Regions from separate parts of the Mus musculus genome. Here all the other regions are linked to region 1. A link is a contact called in public Hi-C and HiChIP or PLAC-seq data. All regions are on one chromosome and are shown on one strand. Each heading gives the region's core, a stretch centred on a gene start, on an enhancer-like site or on the middle of the called end of the contact. The rest is flanking DNA. Distances are from core to core; before and after follow the strand shown. Region 1 holds the start of Zar1 (zygote arrest 1). Region 2 overlaps Txk (TXK tyrosine kinase). Region 3 holds the start of Nipal1 (NIPA-like domain containing 1).

Region 1 (4,814 bases), core at 729-3,228:
GAAATAAGCAAGACAGTGAATTAAGCACACACGAAGAGTACTAAACGTTGCGTGGCCAAGGCCGAGAGGCTGAGGGTCTGCCTAGTAACGGTAACCTTTCCCTGATCTCTGGTTTATCGTTTTGAAGACCTTTTCAGAAGGAGTAGTCTGTCTGTATGTCCTTCCATCCCAAGCAAGTGAAGAGCCCAGAGGAGCCACTGGATATCAAGCTAGGTCTCCAAGCAGTTATGTCTAAGGAGCTTCAGGCTTTGTTTGCGAGGTTAGAATGGATGTAGCTTGTCCAGATGCCTCCTCAGTGATGTTGTTGTTGATAGGTTGCCCATGTGTTTCTTTTCTTACCAGGTTTCCCTGTGGTCTCTGCTTGTGACCCTGGTGGTTCTTTTCATAATGACTGGCACCATGCTGGGACCTGAACTGCTGGCAAGCATTCCCACAACTGTTTACGTGGTCGCCATTTTTATGCCTCTGGCGGGCTACGCCTCGGGTTATGGCTTAGCTACCCTCTTCCACCTCCCGCCCAACTGCAAGAGGACTGTGTGTCTGGAAACAGGAAGTCAGAACGTGCAGCTCTGCACTGCGATTCTCAAACTTCCCGCCTCGCTTTATAGGTAGCATGTACATGTTCCCTCTGCTCTACGCCCTCTTCCAGTCTGCCGAGGCAGGGGTCTTCGTGTTGATCTACAAAATGTACGGAAGTGAGATACTGCACAAGCGAGAGGCCCTAGACGAAGACGAAGACACCGATATTTCTTATAAGAAACTGAAAGAAGAGGAAATGGCAGACACCTCCTATGGCACCGTGGGGACGCATGACTTAGTGATGATGGAGACCACCCAGACCGCCCTCTGACTGAGGAGATACACGGGAGCTGAAACATCACTTCCTATTTGTGACCATTGGTAGCGAGTATGGTTCGCATCCGGGATAAAGATGGGTTGACATTTCCTGTAACAGATTTGCTCTTCCCACTGTAATGTAGTATCTCAGTATTACCCATGTGTTTTTCTAACTCAACAGAGTGTCCCAATATTGCTTACACCTGGATCAGCTAAAGTGCCGCGTCCTCTGCTTAAGTAGTGTGCTGTTTGTTTGTTTGTTTTTTGTTTTGTTTTGTTTTTTTCCATTTCCACCAGCATTGCTACAGATAGGAAATGGGGTTGGAAATGTTTGTAAAACAGAACCATGGGTTTGTTCAACTTACAAACAACCGATTCTGTTCAGGGCGAGCCTGTATTGAGAAAAGTCCAAAACGGGTCAGTGAAACGACAGGATAGCATTGCATCGTCAAGCCAGAGAAAACCGTATTAATGTGTGTGACTACTTGATCTAGTATCTATTGTTAATGGCCATCAACATTGTGCAGGGGTGAAAGGCATTTTTCCCCATATGTTTCCTGTATGTGTATAAACGCATCTCAGCTCCATTTATCGTCTGAAGGAATGATTTACTTAGGAAAATGCGTAGACCTCACCTCAGGGAGAGAAAATGGGCCACTTTGTTCATCCGTGGGAAAGGGCTGTGGCTACAGGCTTTCCTTCCGGAAAGGCCTGTGGCTGGACACTGTCCCACTGCTCTGGTAGACTGGAGCTGTGATCTGAGACAACCTAAGAGGTTCAGAGCAGTCTCCTAACCTTGGTATTTTGCTCCCTAATCAGACACACTGGCCTCCCTTGTCTTCTTCATGACAGACATCTGGAGCTACAGACATGGGGGCCCACCTGGCTCGGCTAATCTCGGTGATGATTCTGGGGTTGAATTCTCATCTCATCTAGTTCCCCTACAAATCCTTGCTGTGGCTAGCAAGGAAAGCTCTTTTTCTGCATCCACGAGGGAGTGGGGGTGGGGGTCGCCTCTTAACCAGTGTGGGGAAGGTTTTGCTCCTCATGGCAACAGCAGGTGGTAGGGCTTTTTCTACCAGTGCGCGGCCGCCTATTTAACGCAGCGTGGAGGGCAGCTGGGCTGCGCTGATGGCTGCCTGGGCGGGCGAGGCGCGGGACGCACCCATGTTCCCGGCGAGCACGTTCCACCCCTGCCCGCATCCTTATCCGCAGGCCACCAAAGCCGGGGATGGCTGGAGGTTCGGAGCCAGGGGCTGCCGACCCGCGCCCCCCTCCTTCCTCCCCGGCTACAGACAGCTCATGGCCGCGGAGTACGTCGACAGCCACCAGCGGGCACAGCTCATGGCCCTGCTGTCGCGGATGGGTCCCCGGTCGGTCAGCAGCCGTGACGCTGCGGTGCAGGTGAACCCGCGCCGCGACGCCTCGGTGCAGTGTTCACTCGGGCGCCGCACGCTGCAGCCTGCAGGGTGCCGAGCCAGCCCCGACGCCCGATCGGGTTCCTGTCAACCCCGTGGCCACGCCGGCGCCGGGAGATCCCCGCGATCCTGGCAGACCGTAGCCCCGTTCTCGTCCGTGACCTTCTGTGGCCTCTCCTCCTCACTGGAGGTTGCGGGAGGCAGGCAGACACCCACGAAGGGAGAGGGGAGCCCGGCATCCTCGGGGACCCGGGAACCGGAGCCGAGAGAGGTGGCCGCGAGGAAAGCGGTCCCCCAGCCGCGAAGCGAGGAGGGCGATGTTCAGGCTGCAGGGCAGGCCGGGTGGGAGCAGCAGCCACCACCGGAGGACCGGAACAGTGTGGCGGCGATGCAGTCTGAGCCTGGGAGCGAGGAGCCATGTCCTGCCGCAGAGATGGCTCAGGACCCCGGTGATTCGGATGCCCCTCGAGACCAGGCCTCCCCGCAAAGCACGGAGCAGGACAAGGAGCGCCTGCGTTTCCAGGTGAGGCCAGCCTGATGGCCTGGACGCCTCCAGAATTGTAGGGCTCCTTCAGGGCTAAGCTGGTGGCTCTGGGTGATGCAGAACATAGAATTCTTCCATGCCATCCGTCTGGTTTTGTTTGTTTGTTTGTTTGTAACATGTTTGGTGTTTTGATTGCATGTTGTATCTGTACACTTCGTTGTAGTGGAGAGATGGGAGCAGAAGAGGGTGTCGGATCCCCTGGGACTGGCGTTTTACAGATGGTTGTGAGTCACCATGTGAGTTTTAGGATCGGAATTACGGTCCTCTAGAAGAACAGGGTGTTGTTTCACAGCTGAGCCATCTCTCCAGCTCTTTGGCATATAGGATTTTGCAGCCGCTGCCTGTTAATACAATGGGAGGCGTTTACACAATAAAAACCAACCCATATGTGTCCTGACCCACTGGCAGCCTCTGCTCCTGGGGAATGCCAGTTGTAATTATTCTGATCACATAAACGCTACACATGAGGTCTCCGCGGAGAATGCGCACAGTCTGGTTTGGACCAAACTTCAGATGGCTGAAGGAAGATAAGTGCACACATGGCAGAAACATAATCTTTTGAACTTCGTTGCGGGGAGAGTCGGTTTCCCAAGGCTCCTTTTTTTATTTCCCCTCTAGATGATCTGTCTTGGTTAACTTGCCGGCTTGTTCTATACCAGCCCCTTCCCTTCGTTTCTGAAGCTGTCAACTGAAGCTTCTCTCTCCCAAACTTGCCTGGCTTAAAAAACAAACAAACAAAAACAAAACACCCCCCCCAAAAAAAAAAACAACAAAAAAAAAAAAGAAAAGAAAAAGAAAAAGAAATAAAAGAAAAAAAAAACCACTCTCCCCATTCATCGAGGCCAGCCACTGCTAAGCTGTTGGATGGTCTTGAGTTGCTGCCTGTGCTAGCAAACAAGGAGGCACAAAGAGTGCTGTAGGTCGTATACCCCCACCAAAGAAATGGAGAGCCCTGAGCTCCAGGAGAGGACTCTGAGACATTCCTTGTTTTTCAGTCATTTCAAGGCTGGTGTGTTTGAGGTTGGGGTGGCAGTGGAATGGGGTGTCAGAAAAAATAGAAAAGTGCTTGGCGGTTGCTGTTCACAGCTGGGTGTGATCTCTTAGGCAGAAATCCCAAGTTTTCGGGCCTCTGTGGTGGTCGTTCACCTATAAAAAATTGCATTAAGAGTTCTTCCAAGCCCTGCCACTCCTAAAGACTTAGTTATAAAAACTTGTTTCCAACTTGTTTGTCACTAAGTGGGAAGCTTGGGAAGTTTAAGAACCAGGTGCTAACACTATGTAGTTCATACCAAATGAGCTAGACTTGGGTAGGTAGCGGGACTCTTTTGGAAACTTACCTAGCATCAAGGAAAATTTAGTATTGGTTGAAGACTTTCAAAGGTTTTAGAAGAGCCTTTCTCTTTCGGCATAACAACTTTCCCATGTGTGAGTGTCCTAATGCATCGCCCACATAAAATGCCACGGGAAGAATCCCAAACTCTAAACCGCACGATTTGGCTTCTCCCTTGTCTGAGGGGGGAAAAACCACTTATCGGTCTGCTGCTATATGAACTATCTTGTTTGGCCTCCGTTTACATATTTGTTTGATTGAGCTATTAGTTCACCTGGTTAACTTAGAGGTTGACCCAAGTCTAACCTTACTACCACGGTAATCTTAAAGTATCAAGTGGAATGTGGTCCCAGGTTCTGAAAATTAGGGTCACTCGGGCATCACTTGCTTAAAGTCTGGTACCCTGCTGTTCAGTTCTTAGAGCAGAAGTACGGCTACTATCACTGCAAGGACTGCAAAATCCGGTGGGAGAGCGCCTATGTGTGGTGTGTGCAGGGCACCAGTAAGGTAAGAGACACCGTGCAGCCCTCCTGCTCTGCTGTGTTGCCGAGTGTCTGCTCCATGCCGATGCTCTTTCTCCTCGCAGGTGTACTTCAAACAGTTCTGCCGAGTGTGTGAGAAATCCTACAACCCTTACAGAGTGGAGGACATCACCTGTCAAGTAAACCAAACGTTTGCATTTTGG
Region 2 (4,814 bases), core at 1,497-3,996, 120 kb before region 1:
AACTTTCTTCCTCAGGGATCTGTCCTCCCTCCCACCCCCCTCCCACATCTTATTAACAGATCTAGCCTTTTTATCTAAAGTCTAATGTAGAGACTCTCTAGTGGGAAAGGAACAGCCCTCCTCTGTTTCCTCTTACACAGTCTTCTCTTTTGAAACAGGGTCTCTTTATGTAGCCCTGGCTGTCCTGGAACTCTCTATGTAGACCAGACTGGCCAAGAACTCACAGATACCATCCTGTTTCTGCCTCTCAAGTGCTGAATTTAAAGGCATTCACCAGTACCTTTAAAACATTTTTCTCTTCCGACTTTATTTTTATTTTCTGTATGGAGGGGTTTCACCTGAATGTATGTCTGTGTACCACGTGCATGCAGTACCTACAGAGGCCAGAAGAGGGCATCTTATTACCTGGAACTGAAGTTACAGAAGGCCGTGAGCCACTCTGTGGGTGCTGGCAACAGACCCTGGGCCCTCTGGTAGAGCAGCCAGAGTTCTTAAACACTGAGCCATCTCTCCAACCTTAGGTAGTCTTTACCGAAGAGGGGCTAAAGGCGAAAGGTGATAGAATATGTGGGGGAAAGTGGGAACATGAAGACAGCAATAATAAATAGCTAAAAAACATCATTATAAGGCTGGAAAGATGGCTCAGTGGTTACGACTGCTTTTCCAAAGGTCTGAAGTTCAAATCCCAGCAACCACATGGTGGCTCACAACCATCTATAATGGGATCTGATGCCCTCTTCTGGTGTGTCTGAAGACAGTTACAGTGTACTTAGATATAATAATAAATAAATAAATAAATAAATAAGTAAAAAAGAACCATTATTGTATATGCAAGAGCCCAAAGCCAGCTGTCTCTTTCCCCATGCATTTCATATTCCTGCATATGAGTCTTAAGAAAAGTTATTTCTAATCTATATAAAATATACATACATTATAATATACTGGATATTTTTCATATCAGAAGTTCTATAAGAACACACTTATCCCCCCTTTTTTTGTGCCACACAAAATATAAGTAAGTGAGAGAAAATGTGGCACCAATTTGGATCCATGTTTTATGACGTGTACGGCTTTTCACTTATCATTTATTTACTACCTTGTTGTTACCTTTACTGTTAGAACACAGGGCTGTTTCTTTGCAGAATTAAGTTCGGACTCTAAAGAACATAAGTACTTCCCCAGTGTTGGGACTGTAGAACTGTAGTTTTCAGAGAGCCGGTGAAATCCAAGGAGACCTGGTTCTAGAGGAGAAAACAAATAAAGAACTATTTCCCTGTCTGCCATCAAGAAAACAAGAGGCACAAGCCCTTTCCAGGGGAAAGGCTGTTTTAGCAGATCCGAGCTGTCAGAGGTGTTTGAAGCAGGTAGGCCTCGGAGGCCATTAACACAGTGTGCTCGAATCCCCTGGTGGCAGGTATGTTTTGGACGATGAATATATCAGTTCTTCTGGAGCTAAGTTCCCAGTCAAGTGGTGCCCACCTGAAGTCTTTCATTTCAACAAATACAGTAGCAAGTCTGATGTCTGGTCGTTCGGTGAGTGCATGCATTTGCTGTCGCTAGGTTTGCTACAAAGGCAGCCTTCTCTTTTCTTCTCTCGCTTGTTTGTTTTTTGATATGATGTAGCATTCTTTTTTGTTTGTTTGTTTTGTTTTGTTTTGTTTTTTTGTTTTTGTTTGTTTCAAGACAGGGTTTCTCTGTATAGCCCTGGCTGTCCTGGAACTCACTTTGTAGACCAAGCTGGCCTTGAATTCAGAAATCTGCCTGCCTCTGCCTGCCTCCGGAGTGCTGATTAAAGGCGTGTGCCACCACCGCCTTGCCATGATGTAGCATTCTTTTTTTTTTTTTTCCTTTTTTTTTCTTTTTAAATTAGGTATTTTCTTCATTTACATTTCAAATGCCATCCCAAAAGTCCCCCAGACTCCCCCCGCCCCCACTCCCACTTCCTGGCCCTGGCATTCCCCTGTACTGGGACATATAAAGTTTGCAAGACCAAGGGGCCTCTCTTCCCAATGATGGCCGACTAGGCCATCTTCTGCTACATATGCAGCTAGAGACACGAGCTCTGGGGGTACTGGTTAGTTCATATTGTTGTTCCACCTATAGGGTTGCAGACCCCTTTCTTAGAATTGGGAACAAAACACCCATGGAAGGAGTTACAGAGACAAAGTTTGGAGCTGAGACGAAAGGATAGACCATCTAGAGACTGCCATACCCGGGGGTCCATCCTATAATTAGCCTCCAAATGCTGACACCATTGCATACACCAGCAAGATTTTGCTGAAAGAACCCTGATATAGCTGTCTCTGTGAGACTGTGCTGGGGCCTAGCAAACACAGAAGTGAATGCTCACAGTCAGCTATTGGATGGAACACAGGGCCCCCAAAGGAGGAGTGTAGCATTCTTTGTAACTCTTCTTGTAACTGCTTTGGTGTCTGGGGTCAGACACCTCCCCACACAGCTCTGCTCTCTTGGTCTTTTCCTTCCCCAGCAAGCTCTTGCCATGAAGCTGTAACAAGACGTCTGGCAACATAAAAGGCAAATACAGCCAAAACTCCCATCCCGCAGAAAGGCTCTGTGCCACCACTGAGTTTCCAGAGTGTTTAATAAGCTCCCTTGTTTAGTTAAGCAGAAGCTCAACTGTTTTTCAGCTTGACAATTTGAACTTAACAACTAGATTAGGAAACACAGCCCACACCCTTCCCTTTATACTTTCAAGGCTTATGGGATTAGCAACCTCGTCTGGGGATCCTCGCACCTTGGTTTCTGAGGGAGGGTGGGAGGAGGAGATGTCCTTGGCTTCTGAGGGTGGAGGAGATTAAGGCCTTGCAATTTGAATGAATCCCTTGTCTTGGTTCCAAGTGACTCTTGTGTTTGCATGCTTTCTTTGCAGGAGTTTTAATGTGGGAAGTTTTTACAGAAGGAAAAATGCCTTTTGAAAATAAGTCAAATTTGCAAGTGGTGGAAGCCATTTCTCAAGGTTTCCGGCTGTATCGTCCTCACCTGGCCCCCATGACCATATACAGAGTGATGTACAGTTGCTGGCATGAGGTAGGTGTCCCTTATTACTGAGACTGTACCATGGCAACCAAAATTGCCTGTTTGCTGGTATGCCCTGAGAGTCAGCGCACCACTTCTCTTATGACGCCCCCTCACCCTGAGCCTTGTCTCGTTTCCAAGCCTTGTCTGCAGGAGATTGGTTCTTGCAGAGACTGGATGTTTCTAAAGCCTCTTGATTAGATGATCCATTATCTTGAAGAACTGGGTGACAGAATTAAGGACAGAATCTGGTTTGCTGAACTTCCCCCCAGAATATGGAGGTTGCTGTTTTATTTACTGCACTTTGCTTCTGTTCACTGCCACTTTCAAGCCTAAAAGTAATGGGTTTCATCTCTCCCTGGCATGTAAGACTCCTCCTGATAGAGAGATTAAACCAGAATAGAAACCAAAGGCAGACTGTGCTGGGAGCCACCACTTGGGAAACCATCACTTAAGGAGTTGCTCTTTTTGTTGAAATGACAAGATTTAGAATGAAGCCAGAGGGGTCGGTTTCTGTCTCCCCTCCCCTCTCCTTTTCTGGGCATCTATTCAACAGCCCTTCTGCTCTCATCAGACTGTGATGTTGAGAGCTCTCCTTGGTAGTTAGCAGGCTTAGCCCAGAAACATCACAGCTTGGTGGTGGTGGTGGTGGTGGTCTCCTGCTGCCTGAAACACAAACTAACTCACATGCATCGTTTGATTCCCAATCCACAGACACTGCAAAAACCAGTATTTCAAGAGTAACGGGATTGTTCATATTCCAGAGAAGTGTTTTATTTAGGATGATCCCAGTGTATGCAGATAGTCATGATTAGCTGTTCCACAAGGAATCACGAAAGACCTGAGGACTGTCACGTAAGCTGTCAGTGGCAACAGGGGGAATGCCTTTCCCATCACAATGTAAATAGCTTAGGCCATGCAGATGGTGGCTGCAGTGATTTGACTTAGAATTTTCCAACTTTATAATGCCATGTTTGGAGCATCAAGCATTGATCTTTTCCTGGGAGAATAGTATTAAGTAGGAGCCTCCCCTGGGATGCTGGGAAGGAGGCCATCTTCCAGGCTGCTGCAGGTCACAAGATTAAACACACGATTACTGCAGACGTTGCTAAGCTGTGGTTTCTGGTAGAGTATTTGCATACAATGCATCTTTAGCTCATGACATTTTAAAGTTAGAATGGGTTTATTAGGAGATGACTGTGTCCCAAGTCCAGGAGTATTAATAAGCAGGCACATGTGCACAGAACAGCGTGATCTTACATATTATTTATGAGCTAGAGAGGAAGAAGGGTGAATAGGAAGATCACAGAAGGAACAAGGAAACAGTCCAAATTGCAGTCAGAAAATTTACTCAAACAATGCACAGACGCACGCACGCACGCACATTGATACAAAGCTCCTTTTTTTTCTAGTTCCAACTCTGCCATAGCTATTTTTTTTTGTAGAGTGTAAGTGAATAAAATTTAATTAATTATGGAAGTCTAATAGCCTAAGTCAAGCCCGGAGGCTCGAGGATGGCCAATCTAACTATATAGAAATACAGAGATGTGTATAGTTTGGGACTTGATATATATTTGTTTGAATGGCTTCGTTAAACTGGCTGTTTTTGATTGTGAGATAATTGGAATAATGTGAACTATTTAAATAAAAAAGATTGCGTTATCCTTGATAAACATGGCAGAGACTCCACCTGTTGAGCCTGACCCTTCCTGCTGAAAGGCCCTGTGATTTACTCCTGGGTCCTTATCAAGGCTCAGGATGCACTCATTGTCTTTCGC
Region 3 (4,814 bases), core at 1,496-3,995, 67 kb before region 1:
CTTATGTATATAGGTGTTTTGCTTGTGTGTATGTCTGTGCACCACATACATGCCTGGTATCCTCAGAGGTCAGAAAATGGTGTCTGATACCCTGGAACTAGAGTTATAGATGAGTGCGAACTGTCTCGTGGCTGCCGTAATCAAGCTCATGCCCTCTGAAAGGGCAGTCAGTGCACTTGACCACTGAGCCATCTCTCTAGCTCCTGATTTCTTTTCTTAAAACCAAAGACATTCAGGTCAGGAAGACAGGAAAGGTCAGCTTTAAATATCACAGGCATTTTCCCTCTGTTGTCAAGCTATGGTCTGGACAAGTGGCTTCACTCCATGAAAGAAAACTTTGAAAACCCTTGATTCTCCTCTGCCTGAAGCTTGCTTTTTGAACCCCAAGTCAGCTAAGAGCTCCTTAGACGTGAGAATTTATGAATGTCCTTTTGGCAGCCCAGGATATCTGCCCTTGAGCCCATCATAACATCACTTCCACGGTCCCTGACACAAAATGTGTGTTCCAGGGGATGGCTGTTAAGTCTGGCATTCGGTTTCCCCAGGGCCGTGTTTCCTCTGCTAATAAAAGCGGTTTTGGCTGTTGAAGTTGATTTGAGTTCTGTTAGAACACTTGCAAATAGTACTGAAACCAAATTAGAAAAAAAAAACTTTGAGTATTTAAGTTTGTCTTTTTATTTTGTGATAATTTGGGATTATAAGATCTTTTGAAGTATTCAGTCATGGTTTTAAAAGTCAAAATCAAAGTACTACTGTAACTTTTGGGGGGCATCTTATGAAACGACTTTATCCTCAGACTCCATGATTAGCTCATCATTTTGATCTCGGGTAGATTAAAAACTTTCTCTAGAGGATCTGGGCCACCCAATCTGCAGACCACCTCCAGCTTCAGTACATTGACTGTTAGACTTTGTCACAGCTCTACACTCTCAAGTCATTTGCTTCTCGGAATGTCCTGTCATCAGGGTAGTAAACAGATTGGGAGTGCTAGCATTGAAGGCCAGACTGATGACAGTCCTTTAGGACCTAGGCCAGTGCTCGGCTCACAGGATTCTTGTTCATCACCTCAAACAAATCAAGGAAAACCAGACTCCATTTAAGACCCGCCAGGGTTCTGCCCTGTAGATTTCCTGAGGTAACCCAGTGCTACCTACTCTGTCAACAAGATTTCTTCCTACTTTAGAGAGGAAGAAAGAGAGCCAAGTGGATACACTAGGCCTAAAACCTAGTCTCCTACTACTGAAATTACAGATTGGCCTCTCCCATCTTTCCCAGTACCTTCCTGCACGGTTAATCATCGGGTGACACAGAGCTCCAATACTTCTTGTAGTTACTAAATGCATGAGCAAAGCAGGAAAAATATCCAGAGGTCAAATGAGTGGGTGCAATCTGCTCTCAGATCCTTGAACAAACAAGGGCAGGGTGCATTAGTGACGATCTGACTTGGCAGCTCCAGAATTATTTAGAAAAGGGACCAACTGCCACTAAGCGCATGACTGTCTAGGAAACAACCCTAGATGCAGCTGCCTTAGGGATACCGGTCTCAATGTGGGGATAGTTTGTGAATTGTTGCACATTTTCTTTTACACACCTTTCCCCTTTCTTACTAGCTGGGATTTGATGAGTCCTCTCTCTTCTTCTGTCTCTCCCCCCTTTTCTTTCTATTCCCTCGTTAAGTTATAAGCTGGAAAGGCCAAGAAGCAAGGACACGAATCTCTACAACACGAGGAGCTGTAGTTACATGGTCGTAGCATTAGGCTGGGAAGCACTCACTGTAAGGCACAGGTCTTACCAGACAGCTTCTTTGAGTCGTTAGCAAGTAGGTTAGAAATGACCTGACACCAGTGGGGATTAAAAAAAAAACCGATAATTTCGTTTGCAATGCACATTTCCCAAGGTTGCCCCACCTTTCCCCTTACTTCCATTCAGTTTTCTCTGACCTTCTGTGTAGAGACTGCAAGAAGCCAGTGGAAGTGAGGAACATCTGGCAAAGGTCAAGGGGTGGGGCCCAGGGGTTTTACCAGGCAAGGTGTGGGCTGGAAATCCCAGTCTAGCCCTGAGGAAGAACTAACAAAAGGGCACTCCCAGTTCCCTGTTGGAGTAGTCACCCTACTCAAAGGATTGCCCAGTAAGTCATACCTGAGCGATCTCTCCGTGGGACTCAGGCACAGTGTGTTCAGGGAGCACTGTGGGAAGCCCACGGGATCCCCGGCACGCCCTCTGCCATGTACTCCGGAGTTGAGGCTGAGCCAGGAAACCTCCTCCTGGATCAAACCCTGGAATCTGCCCTCAGCAAGCATCCTGAATTTCCCTGCCACACACTCAGTAGGACGTAATCAACATTGAGCCAGCCGGGGGACTAAGTGGGCGTCACTTCTGTCCTGCTCCGACTTGGGCTTCCCCACAGAGTCTGGAGTGCAGTGGGCTCAGCTAAGTATTTACTGTCCCGTTGGTGGGACAGCCGACTGGACGACTGGAATACTAAATGATTAGAAGACGGCGCGTTAAGAATCCGCACATTTTTCTGAGTCTAGTTTTGAGACCTCGCATCTGGGCTCCCAGCTACCCAAGTGACCCAACTGTCCCACCGCTGGGACTGACACTCACCTTCATGGCAGGGCTCTCCGGGTGGCAGCCTCAGCTGTACCCCCATGGCCTGGGGACCGGGCTTCCTCTGTGCTAGCAATAGTTTCTCACACACCAGTGTCCCGGGACCCGCTTTCGTTCCGGCGGATCGGTGGAGTCAGCGAAGGGTGTGCGCTGCCTCCGCCCCCGTGGCAGGCTCAGCCAATGAGAGTGACTGGGTGGGGCATGGGGTGGTTTGAGGCTCATTTTCCGCCCACCGCTCGCTCATCGCCGCAGAAGTTCCTTCAGTCACCGGTGTCTGCAGGGTGGACCCGGGAGCTGCACAGGTGCTTAGTCCAGAAACACCTGCCAGGAGGAGATGAGGTTACAGCGTGGATGCTGCCGAAGTCACTCGGGGAATTTAGTGATGGAGAGGCTGTCCCGAGGCCCCCTTCTGGTTGTCCTGGAGCAGACGAAGTGCTGGCCAACGTCAGTGGGTCTTTCTCATCACTGGCTTTTGTGGCACAAGGCGCTGTCTGCTGGAGTTCTGTGCTGAGTCCATGCTAAAGTTTATTCTGGGATTTTTTTCGAACAGGCTTGGTGCTTCTGCTCTCTCGTGCACGCCGTTGTCCTCCTTGTCTTACAATACCCGTGCTTACCTGTTTTCAACAATCAGGCATTTCCCTCTCCACCCACCCAGCTGCCTTATCCCCACGCCCAGTCGTATATGAAATAAGCTTTTCAGGGATCAGCAATGCCCAAACTGAGAAGACCTGTTCCCACGCTGAAGTTCATGATATTCCAGCAGTACACTACATAACATGCATGAGTCAACTCATTACAATTTACAGCACAATTTATTAACTACAGTTTGCAGGTGAGGGATAAGGATAAGGTAGAGAAAGCGGTGAAGTAACTTAGTCACGAGGTATTTATTATGCCTCATGAAGTGGTCACACTTACTGCTGAAGCCCTCAGCCGGAAGAGCCGAGATTGTGTGTTTTTCTGGGGTGCCTTTGCGCTTGACTGCTGTACCCCCATAGGCTCTAGGTATTCACGAACAGCTAGAATTAACTTTATTGCCTAAGAGTTTCACTGCAGAGATCCATCTTGCTTTTCTTGTTTTCAGGTTTATGAGACAAAACTTAAAACCAAATTAGTCAGTAGTTTAAGATGCATACTTTTTGTCTATGGGCATGACCTGTGGAAAAAGAATGGGGGAGGGGCAGGATCAGGTGGAAGTGGCAAAGACGGTTTAAGCCAGTTTTGAATTGGAAGCCTTGTGAAGTAGACATCTACTTAGATGCTTTCTTTGGACATCAGATTTCACGTTTTGTCTTCACCATAGACTGGCAATGATAATAAATCTGATCCCAGGTACTTCTTACTATTTAACAAACATCAGTTACAATGTGGCAAACCCTAACCCTAAGCACTTTATAAAAAATTGTTTAATTTATATTAAAAGCATTCAAAATGATAATAGCTGTTGTTATTTTCCACTTTATGCTTTATATCTTCACTTAAAAAAAGCCTTGAGAATGTTCCTTTGAGATTCATGAGTTTTCTTTGTTTGCACACGAATGCACACGTGTGTATGCAGGTGCACATGCGGGTGTGCCTGTGGAAGCCAGAAGGGGGCGCTGAGTATTCTGCTCTATCACTCTTTACTTCCTCGATGGGGCCTGTCACTGAACCCAAGCCTGGCTAGTCAGCAAGCCCCAGAAACCCATCAGCGGGAAGGCTGGGGTTATAGTTGTATACCATTTTTACGTGGGTTCTGGTTCTCAGGCCCAGGCAGCGCTGTTATCTTCTGAATCATCTTTCCTGCACGTCGGGATGGCAGTCTGGTTTTGGCAGGAAGTACTTTGTTATAAATCTTATTTATTCCAGTTCTAAGTATGTGAGAAAACACTCTGGGGAAAAAAAAAAGAAGAAAACTTGCTCAAGATCACTGCTGTCCCAAGCCCAGTGTGTCCTAGGCAGAAATCAGTCATGAATTCCCCTCACCCATTATTTCTAGATGAATAGCTACGTGGCTACCACACAGGATGTCACCTGTGCACTAATTGGGGGCAGGTGTTATCCCTATCCAAGAATGTATTACTTAATTCAAGGAAAAAAATAACATTTAAACATCTCCAGTGAACTCACTCTTGACTTCGGGAAATCCTTTTATAACTCAAAACCTAGAATTCAACAGTAAATGAAACCCTCTAAAAGGTAGACTCACACTCACTGGGCTTTGT

The links. Hi-C and Micro-C count contacts between places; a contact is called where the count stands out from the background. HiChIP or PLAC-seq counts read pairs in DNA pulled down with a chosen protein or histone mark.
Region 2: a contact with region 1 is called in an H3K4me3 HiChIP or PLAC-seq map of forebrain, with 7 times the contacts expected there. The contact joins the enhancer-like site here to the promoter of Zar1 in region 1. A contact is called at or near these places in 4 of 484 Hi-C or Micro-C datasets (the G1E-ER4 cell line, Th2 cells and embryonic stem cells), 3 of 115 datasets of contacts at active chromatin or transcription factors (craniofacial prominence, forebrain and stem cell-derived neural progenitor cells) and 3 of 9 other capture datasets (adipose tissue, liver and pancreatic islet).
Region 3: a Hi-C map of myeloid progenitors shows a contact between it and region 1, with 2.1 times the contacts expected there. The contact joins the promoter of Nipal1 here to the promoter of Zar1 in region 1. A contact is called at or near these places in 3 of 39 promoter capture datasets (macrophages, stem cell-derived epiblast-like cells and trophoblast stem cells), 4 of 484 Hi-C or Micro-C datasets (CD8 T cells, embryonic stem cells, myeloid progenitors and 1 more), 3 of 115 datasets of contacts at active chromatin or transcription factors (embryonic stem cells, memory CD8 T cells and pancreatic cancer cells) and 3 of 9 other capture datasets (adipose tissue, liver and pancreatic islet).

The regions. Positions count from the first base shown.
Region 1 is chr5:72,578,248-72,583,061 of GRCm38.p6, reverse strand. Zar1 (zygote arrest 1) reads left to right here and starts at 1,978. Exons shown (of 4, transcript NM_174877.3): 1 at 1,978-2,778; 2 at 4,544-4,636; 3 at 4,716-4,790. The coding sequence starts at 2,005. It also overlaps the pseudogene Slc10a4l.
Region 2 is chr5:72,697,328-72,702,141 of GRCm38.p6, reverse strand. It overlaps Txk (TXK tyrosine kinase), which reads left to right. Exons shown (of 15, transcript NM_001122754.2): 13 at 1,415-1,533; 14 at 2,891-3,048. Among named protein-coding and RNA genes, the nearest start is that of Nipal1, 52 kb to the right of the region's middle. Within about 2 kb of position 2,746, at least 23 of the 459 cell types and tissues checked have an H3K27ac peak or open chromatin away from gene starts, as enhancers often do. A contact at or near this core is called in forebrain, where this site is marked.
Region 3 is chr5:72,645,727-72,650,540 of GRCm38.p6, reverse strand. Nipal1 (NIPA-like domain containing 1) reads right to left here and starts at 2,745. Exons shown (of 6, transcript NM_001081205.1): 1 at 2,608-2,745. The coding sequence starts at 2,653.